Linked DNA regions of Sus scrofa: region 2 is linked to region 1. The links are chromatin contacts, called in public HiChIP or PLAC-seq maps. All regions are on one chromosome and are shown on one strand. Each heading gives the region's core, a stretch centred on a gene start, on an enhancer-like site or on the middle of the called end of the contact. The rest is flanking DNA. Distances are from core to core; before and after follow the strand shown.

Region 1 (4,658 bases), core at 726-3,225:
TGAGGTGGTAGGTTCAATCCCTGGCCTTGCTCAGTGTGTTAAGGATCTGGTGTTGCCGTGAGCTGTGATGTAGGTTGCAGACACGGCTCGGATCCCACATTGCTGTGGCTCTGGTGTAGGCTGGTGGCTACAGCTCCGATTGGACCCCTAGCCTGGGAACCTCCATATGCCGTGGGAGCAGCTCAAGAAAAGGCAAAAAGACATTACCATATGATCCAGCAATCCCATGTCTGGGTATACATCTGAAAAAAAAGCAAAAACACTAATTTAAAAAGATACCTGCGCCTCAGTGGTCATAGCAGCATTATTTACAAGAGCCAAGACATGGAAACAACCTAAGTGCCCATCAACGGTTGAAGAGGTGAAGCATGGTATACAAATACAATGGTATATTATTCAGCCATAAAAAAGAACAAAATGGTGTCACTTGCAGCAACATGGATGGACTTGGAGGGCATTTTACTAAGTGAAATAAGTCAGACAAAGATAAATACTATATGATATCACATGTGAAATCTAAAAAATAAAGCAAACTAGTGAATATAACCAAAACAATGGTTACGAGAGTAAATTTTATGTTATATATATTTTACCACAGTAATAAAAAAAAAATTGGTAGGACCAGAGCCCTGGCCACACATTCTTCTTCCTTCCCCTTTACCCAAATTACTTACAAATGCTGGCTCTGCAGCCCTGTGGCCCTGCCTGGGGACAGGGACCTCAAAGGAGGTCCAACTCCGCCCCCTCCATCCCCTCAACATACACCCATGCACACAGGTACCTTTTGTGTTACCTCCTGACACTTGGAGCGAGGTCAGAGAGGCAACTCCCTCGAATACTGCAAAGCAGCCAGGGCTTGTTTGACAGTGGCTCTTGAACTCCAACCTGGGCCCCTCTTCTCCCCTGTGGCTGTCTGGGCCTGGTAAGTCAAGGTTATGCTTTCAAAAGAAGGGACATACCAAAAAAAGCACACATGATTCTAATTTTCATTTGTGGGTTGAGCAAGGACTAAACGTGAACAAGCTCAGCACCTATTGATTAATGTCAGGAAACGCTTCAATGAACCAGCAAACCAAAAGATCAACCAGATCCAGAAACAGTGGACTAACCCCATCAGTGGACTGGAAATCCCAGAGATAACTTAGGAGATGGAGAACTGAAAACCTGCTCTTCCATGGTTTATAGTCAGAGTAAGGAATCTCATGTGTAAAATGAGCCAGAGAAAGACAAAATCAAAAAGTCCCTTCCCCAAAATCCTACCAAGAAACAGCGGGCTTAGGGGAAAAAAAGAACAGTGTTTGGGCCCAGCTTTTGAAAATATCTTATGGAATTCCCCTTGTGGCTCAGCAGGTCAAGAACCCTACAAGTATCCAGGAGTTCCCTTTGTGGCTCAGTGGTTAACGAATCCAACTAGGAACCATGAGGTTGTGGGTTCTATCCCTGCCCTTGCTCAGTGGGTAAAGGATCCAGCGTTGCCGTAAGCTGTGCTGTAGGTTGCAAACCCATCTCGTATCCCATGTTGCTGTGGCTCTGGTGTAGGCTGGCAGCTACAGCTCCAATCTGACCCCTAGCCTGGGAACCTCCATATGCTGCGGGAACAGCTCAAGAAATGGCAAAAGAAGACAAAAAAGACCAAAAAAAAAAAAAAAAAGGGAACACAACAAGTATCCATGAGGATGTGGGTTCGATTCCTGGCCTCACTCACCTCATTGGGGTTAAGCATCTGGCTTTGCTGCAGGCTGTGGCATAGGTCACAGATACAGCTCATATCTGGTATTGCTGTGGTGTAGGTTGGCAGCTGCAGCTTTGATGCCACCCCTGGCCCAGGAACTTCCATATGCCGCAGGTGTGACCCTAAAAAGAAAAAGAAAAATTTTTTCTTATTACAGGATCATTGGGTCCTCTGCCCCTTCTCTGCTCAGGGCTAGAGCTTCAGGAGCAGACTATATAGAAATATTATGTCAGGCTAGACAGCACAAAGTACACACACAGCCCAGAGCAGACATCAATGGGTGCCCTGTGCCCCTAAAGAGTCCCCATAAAATGACCAGTGTACTTGGCACAGGAAGTTGCCACCACATAGATCCTTTCCAGTTGACTCCCCCAAATCAGCCCAAGTATTTGTGATAGCCAGTCTCCCCAGTGGCTTCTTGGTATTCACACCCTTGTGTAACCTTCTTCCACCCTCTACCAGGGCTGGTCTATGTGACCAACAGCACGCAGCAGAAGCAAAGATATGTCACTTCCAATATGCGGTTTTAAGATACTACGACTTCTGTCTTGGGCTTTCCCTCTCATTACTCACAGAAAAAGCCAGCTGCTGTGTTGTGAGGACATTCAGGAAGGCTCTGGAAAGGCTATATAGCAAGGAACTGAGACCTCTAGCAACAGCCAGCAAGGAACTGAAACCTGCCAACAACTACACGAGGGAGCTTAAAAGAAGCTTCTCTAGCGCCTGCTGAGCCTTGGGATGCCTTGCAACCTCAGCTAAGCTGCTCCTTGATTCCTGACCCTCAGAAACCACTTAAAGTAACAAGTGTTTATTGTTTTAAACTACAAGCTTTGGGGTCACAGTTGTATCGGTGTAGTTAGAAAAGCTGTAGCTTTGGAGACAAGTACACCTACTGCCTTACGTATAAGGGTTTTTTTGTGGGTTTTTGGCCACCCCCACATCCTGTGGAAGTTCAAGGACAGGGATTAAACCCACACCACAGCAGCGACCTGGGCTCCTGCAGTGACAATGCTGGATCCTTAACCCACTGTGCCACAGCCTTTAAATTCTGGTTCCACTGCTTCCTGCATAAATAGCACAACCTCTCTGAGCTTCATGTTCCTCTTGAGCAAAAATGGGGATGACACTAAAGACTGAGTAAAGATCAAAGGAAAGATGTTAGGACAGGGAACATTCCTCTTCTTCCTTCTGTGTTTGTTTATTTGTTTTTGTATTTTTAGGGCTCTACCTGAAACATTAGGAAGTTCCCAAGAAGAATCAAGCTGCAGCTGCCAGCCATAGCCACAGCCACAGCCATGCAGGATCCGAGCCATGTCTGCGACCTACACCACAGCTCACGGCAATACCAGATCCTTAGCCCACTGAGCGAGGCCAGAGATTGAATCCACATCCTCATGGATGCTAGTTGGGTTTGTTACCACTGAACCACAACAGGAACTCCCCTTCTCAGTGTTTTAAAGCTAGAATTAAGAATTCCAGAGTTCCCGTCATGGCGCAGCAGAAACTAACACAACTAGGAACCATGAGGTTGAGGGTTCGATCCCTGGCCTTGCTCAGTGGGTTAAGGATCTGGCATTGCCATGAGCTGTGCTGTAGGTCGCAGATGTGGCTTGGATCTGGCATTGCTGTGAGCGGTGGTGTAGGCCAGCAGCTGCAGCTTCGATTAGACCCCTATCCTGGAAACCTCCATATGCCGCGGGTGTGGTCCTAAAAAGACAAAAAAAAAAAAAAAAGAATTCCCTCAGAGCAAATTGCTCTGTGATAATAACAGGCGATAACTGTATAATCAGCATTGTAATAGTAGTAATAATAATCTCTTATTCCACACCAGGCAATGTACAAGTGCTTAAATTTCATGTACAAACTTCCTGTAATATTACTTCAACTATGTTTTTATTCTTTCTATAGCCATACTAGAAAAATTGTAGGAGTTTCCACTGTGGCACAGCTGGTTAAGGATCCGAGTTGTCTCTACGGTGGTGCAGGTTTGATCCCTAGCCCTGTGTAGTGGGTTAAGGATCAGGCAAGGCCATTGCTGCGGTGCAGGTCACAGCTGAAGCTCAGATTCAGTCCCTGTCCTAGGAACTTCCATATGCCACAGGTGCAGCCAAAAAAAAGAAAAGAAAAGAAAGACCAGGTATAAGTATATGTTAAAAAAAAAAAAGAGAGAGAGAGAGAGATTGTAGTATTTGTAGTAACATGTATGTTTAAATTTTATTGTACAGAAATGATTCTCTTGCTTTTTTTTTAATTTTTTTTTTTTTTAATTTTAGGGCTGCACCCATGGCATATGGAAGTTCCCAGGCTAGGGGTCAAATAGGAGCTACAGCTGCCTGCCTACACCACAACCACAGCAACACAGGATCCAGCCACATCTGCAACCTACACCACAGCTCAGGGCAATGGTGGATCTTTAACCCACTGAGTGAGGCCGGGGATCAAACCCACATCCTCATGGATACTAGTCAGATTCGTTCCCACTGTACCACAATGGGAACTCCCCAGAAATGATTCTTTAAAAAAAAAAAAAACCTATCCGCTTATAGTACAACAAAGTAGTTAAAGTAGTTAAATTATTAAACAAAATACATATTTCAACTGTTTCCCATATACATATAATCATTCAATAATCCATAGACAAGTATTTATAGAGTACCCATTTTGCCCATGATATTGTCCTAGGTACTGTGAGATATGAAAAAATATTCTATGGAATCATCTCTGTCTTTGAGGAATATACACACTTCTGAAGATAAAATAACATGAAAAGTTTAATACTATAAGATAATACTATAAGTGAAGTTGTAAGGAACTAAATGATTAAATAAGAGCAAGCTAGATTGGCTTTGAGGTATACATATCTGGACCTTAACCTCAGATTTGCTGTTTACTACCTTTGTGGATTTAGGCAAAATCAGTGTCTGTG
Region 2 (4,658 bases), core at 1,007-3,506, 620 kb after region 1:
CTGGGAACCTCCATATGCCAAGGGATCGGCCCAAGAAATAACAAAAAGACAAAAAAAAAAAAAAAAAAAAAAAAAAGCAAATGCTTTTGTGATGATCATGTTGCTGTGATGGACAATTTACTGAAATACTTAAAGGTGAAAAAAGCAACCCAGGGACGTTTCAGAATTTTTTAAAATTGAGTACCTTTCCAATGTTAATGACCCCAGATCAGATTTTTTGACTTCATTTGTCACAATAAATGTGGTGCCTCTGAGCTGTTGGCATCTTCGGTCATTCGGTAGTGATTCAGATTTGCTTGGGACTGACTGGATTTTTGAGGCATTCAGGGTTTTTTTTTTTTTATACCTTCTTCATTGATTTTTCTAGTTGAATGGCTTACGAAGATGTAATGAATATAAAATTTTTTATTTTATTTTTTTGACTTTTGTCTTTTTAGGGCCGCGCCCACGGCATATGGAGGTTCCCAGGGTAGGGGTCAAACTGGAGCTACAGGTGCCGGCCTATGCCACAGCCACAACAATGCAGGATCCGAGCAATATCTGTGACCTACACCACAGCTCATGGCAACGCCAGCTCCTTAACCCACTGAGCAAGGCCAGGGATCAAACCCGAAACCTCATGGTTCCTAGTTGGATTCGTTTCCGCTGTGCCCCTATGGGAACTTCGAAAATAAACTTATTGAAATATATTCCTGGGAACTTTGCTCAGGAACATGGATCTATTAAATCTGATGTTCTGGAATAGTCCCAAACAGATCAGAAAGCAGTAATAATCCATTAGGCAAGAAGTTATTGCCTAATGGGAAAATTCAGAAAGGAGAAAAATAATGAAGTACTGTAAAATAAATTCCAGAGAGCTGAGTAAATCAACTAGGAGACATATAGAATTATAAACTACCTTTAACGAAATACCCACCTGCGGCTTGGAGAAAGGTCTATGGGTAGAGTTTATTTCTACAGGAGGCAGGGAGATAAAATGGAAAGAGCACCAGATTGAAAGAGCGGGGTTGCTCATAAGCCAGTTCTGTGTTCTTGGTCCCTCTCAAGCTATGTCTCCGTTTCCTCACCTGCAGAAGAGAGTCTTCAAGATTACTTCTGGTTTACACATTGATTCCTCAAGCCTACGGCTCATTTTGGAGTTCCCATCTCGGCTCAGTGGAAACGAATCTGACTAGTATCCTTGAGGATGCATGTTTTATCCCCGGCCTTGCTCAGTGGGTTAAGGATCAGGGGCATTGCTGTGAGCAGAGGTGTAGGCTGCAGATGCAGTTCAGATCTGGTGTTGCTGTGGCTGTGGTGTCAGCCGGCGGCTACAGCTGATTTGATCCCTAGCCTAGGAACCTCCATATGCCACGGGTGTGGCCCTAAAAAGACACAAACACACACACACACACAAGCCTATGACTTATTTTGAAGGAGGCTTCTCAGAGTTCCAGGTTTAGAAAACAAAGGATGTAAAATCTCCTTTCAAAATGGAGTTAGCGGTCACCCAGGCGAGAGAAGTGACTGATGGCCAGTCACGGACAAAACTCAGAACCAAGGGAAAAATGACAGCCTTGGTGCCAGAAGCACCACACTGATGTTTTGTGGCTGTGCATAATCCAGTTATACAAACATTTATTTGCAACTGTGCTTTCTCTGTACCAACCTACAAATCTGCTTCCTCTGCTTTTTGGCTCCTGCACGATAGTGAAAGTAGTCACACTTAGGCCTTGAGGCAAAACGACAAAAAAATTGCCTTAGTTTGTCTGAGAGTCTTAGCTCCTGGTGGCCTTGCTCTGCCCTTGGTGTGTTCAAATCACTCTCCATGACTGTCATTTCCCTGCCAGGACTCCGCTTTGATCACGAATCTTGTGTGTTCTCAACGCTGTGTGACAATCCAGTTTCATTAGTAACTATTTAATTCTTTCTTTATTCTTCTCAAACTCTTCTGAGCTCTTAGGCACACTTACCCGCTCCACATTCACTGAGAACGTGGAAGCTATCAGATGGGAAATCCCTCGTCTTCCCAGAAGTGAATCTGCAAGCTGACTTCTTCCCCATTTCTCTTGAGAAAGTGTCCCTCTGACAACTGTTAAATTAATTAAACTAAGAGGCCATTAGGCTGAGATGCTCTAATGCCCTAGAAGCCTATGTAAGCAAACCAGAATCTAAGCCTGTAAATATTTCAAGGTTGTAAGTCAAAATGCTAGGGACAACCAATCACAAACAGCCAACGAGGCTTTAACTACAGCCACTCAGCAACTTCCTTACTTTGTTTCCGCCTTTTCTCTAAAGTCTCCCCAGTTCCTGTTGGTGGAGCTTCTAACCACTTCTGGTTTGGCGCTGCTTGATTTGAATCCATTTTTGTGAAAACTCTTCTAAGATTTTTAATATGTCCTGGTTTATCTTTTTGCACTACAAAGGCCAATACCTTCCACATGTGTTCAAGTTCATGTCCCTCTTCTCAAAAACCTCCCTTAAAAAAAAAAAAAAAAATCACCCCTTTCTCCTGCTTCTTCACCCTCTCTCTCTTGCCTATTGTCCCAGCCTCACCAGCCTATGAATCATGATGTGGATCCTGAAAAACAAAAACCAAAAACAAAAAGAAACAAAATCCAAACACTCCCTCGTGCCTTCTAACCTTGTCTACACAACTGAATTTCCTTCAATTCCCTGACACACCTGCTTTGCTAAAGTCACTTTGCTCAAATTCTAATCCCTAGAACCTGTGAGCACGAACTTATTTGGAAGATGTAACAACATCAATATCTTGAGAGGATACAATTCAGGATTTAGGGTGAGCCTTCAGTCCAAGGACAGATGTCCTTATTAGAGAAAGGCCGTGGGAGATTTGAAATGGAGGAGGGACACAGGGGAGGAGGCCATTGGAAGAAAGAGGCAGAGATGGAAGTGATGCATCTACAAGCCAGGGAGGCCGAGGACTGCAAGGAGTCACCAGCAACTGGAAGAGGTAGGGGAGCATTCTCCTCCAGAGCCTTTGAGGGAGTGCAGAACTGCTTTATTTGGGGCTTCTTGAACTCTGAGACAATGGATTTATTTTATTTTAGACCACCAAATCGTGGCAATTGTTAACGGCAGTCCTGGGAAACTAATAGTCACCAATGATCTCCACGCTGCAAGACCCTAGACTCAATACCATCTCTCTCTTCCATGTTGCAGCAATATTTAACTCAGTTGACTTTTTCTTTTCTTTTTTGGACACCCCCATGGCATATGTAAGTTCCAGGCCAGGGACTGAACCCGTGACACAGCACTGACCCGGGCTGCTGCAGTGACAATACCAGATCCTTAATCCGCTGTGCCACAAGGGAACACCTAACTCTTCCTACTTTGAAGCACCTTACAGTCCTAGTCTCCAGGGAACCACTGTCTGTGGGGTTCTCTCTTCTGTGCAAGCTTCCTCTTGGGGTTCTTTGGGAGTTTTCTGCTTCTACCCAACCTCTAAATGTCTGCCCTTCTTTCCCTACATTCTCTTGAGTAATCACATTCATACCTGTCGCTCTCAATATCATCCATATAGCAAAGATTCCCAAAATTGGAGAACTTAGACATACTGAGAGCATCAACCCTGTGTATCCCAAGCATTCTTGACACAGCACCTTTGGGGGTTCACAGCATTTTCACACATGGGCAAACATGTATGCACAAAACAGAACTTCTGATCTTCAGGCAACTTTCCTTTTGCCTGTCCCTGCTCCCCCAAACCCTGTTCTTCCTCTGAAGAACACATGGAGAAATGGCATCTCCACCCGATACAATGACTCTACCAGGAGTTTCCATCATGGCAGAGGAAACAAATCTAACTAGGAACCATGAGGTTGCAGGTTCGATCCCTGGCCTCGGCTCAGTGGGTTGAGGATCTGGCATTGCCGTGAGCTGTCGTGTAGTTCGAAGATGCGGCCCGGCTCTGGCATTGTTGTCGCTCTGGTGTACACCGGCGGCTACAGCTCTGATTCGAAACTTAGCCTGGGAACCTCCAGATGCCATAGGTGCGGCCCTAAAAAGACAAAAGACCAAAGACAAAAAAAAAAAAAAAAAAAATTACTCTACCAGAAGACGGGAGCCATTCCTTCCCTTACTCTCACATCCAATTCCTAAGCAAGTCTTGTCAATTTTATATGTAAATGGATCTTGAATCTATTCTCTTCTCTATTTACTGTCACCATCCTGGGACCACACTAACATGTCTGAGTCTCTTGCAATAGCTTCTGATAGATTCTCCACACAGCAGCTAGAGATCTTTTAACAGATCAGATCATGCCATGCCCCCATGGAAAGCCCTTCAAAGGATTCCCACTGGATTGAGCATAAAATCCAAACTCTAAGACACCCTTTGTGACCTGGCAGTGCCTTCTGTCCATCTATTTCCCTGCTGTCCACAGTGGATCTCCCTCAGGCTCCAGGAATTTGCCAGGTCTTTCCCACCATGGACCAGCCTGGGATTATCTCCCTGACACTTTCTGCCTTCAGCTCACTTCCTCAGAGGGAACTCTCTGCGAGCGAACACCCCACCCCCAACCCCATTTTACATCAGTTTCTGTTACTTCCTCTCTCCTGGAACTAAATTCTACCATCAAATTTGCCACAATTAATACAATTAATACAATTATTACACATTTAATAATGTGTTTACTTACTGTCTCCCTGACCAAGGA

What was found. HiChIP or PLAC-seq counts read pairs in DNA pulled down with a chosen protein or histone mark.
Region 2: a contact with region 1 is called in an H3K27ac HiChIP or PLAC-seq map of alveolar macrophages. The contact joins two enhancer-like sites. A contact is called at or near these places in 1 of 47 Hi-C or Micro-C datasets (embryonic fibroblasts) and 1 of 2 datasets of contacts at active chromatin or transcription factors (alveolar macrophages).

The regions. Positions count from the first base shown.
Region 1 is chr9:104,842,591-104,847,248 of Sscrofa11.1, forward strand. No RefSeq gene overlaps it. Among named protein-coding and RNA genes, the nearest start is that of KMT2E, 31 kb to the right of the region's middle. Within about 2 kb of position 1,976, at least 20 of the 83 cell types and tissues checked have an H3K27ac peak or open chromatin away from gene starts, as enhancers often do. A contact at or near this core is called in alveolar macrophages, where this site is marked.
Region 2 is chr9:105,458,980-105,463,637 of Sscrofa11.1, forward strand. No RefSeq gene overlaps it. Among named protein-coding and RNA genes, the nearest start is that of RINT1, 68 kb to the left of the region's middle. Within about 2 kb of position 2,257, at least 8 of the 83 cell types and tissues checked have an H3K27ac peak or open chromatin away from gene starts, as enhancers often do. A contact at or near this core is called in alveolar macrophages, where this site is marked.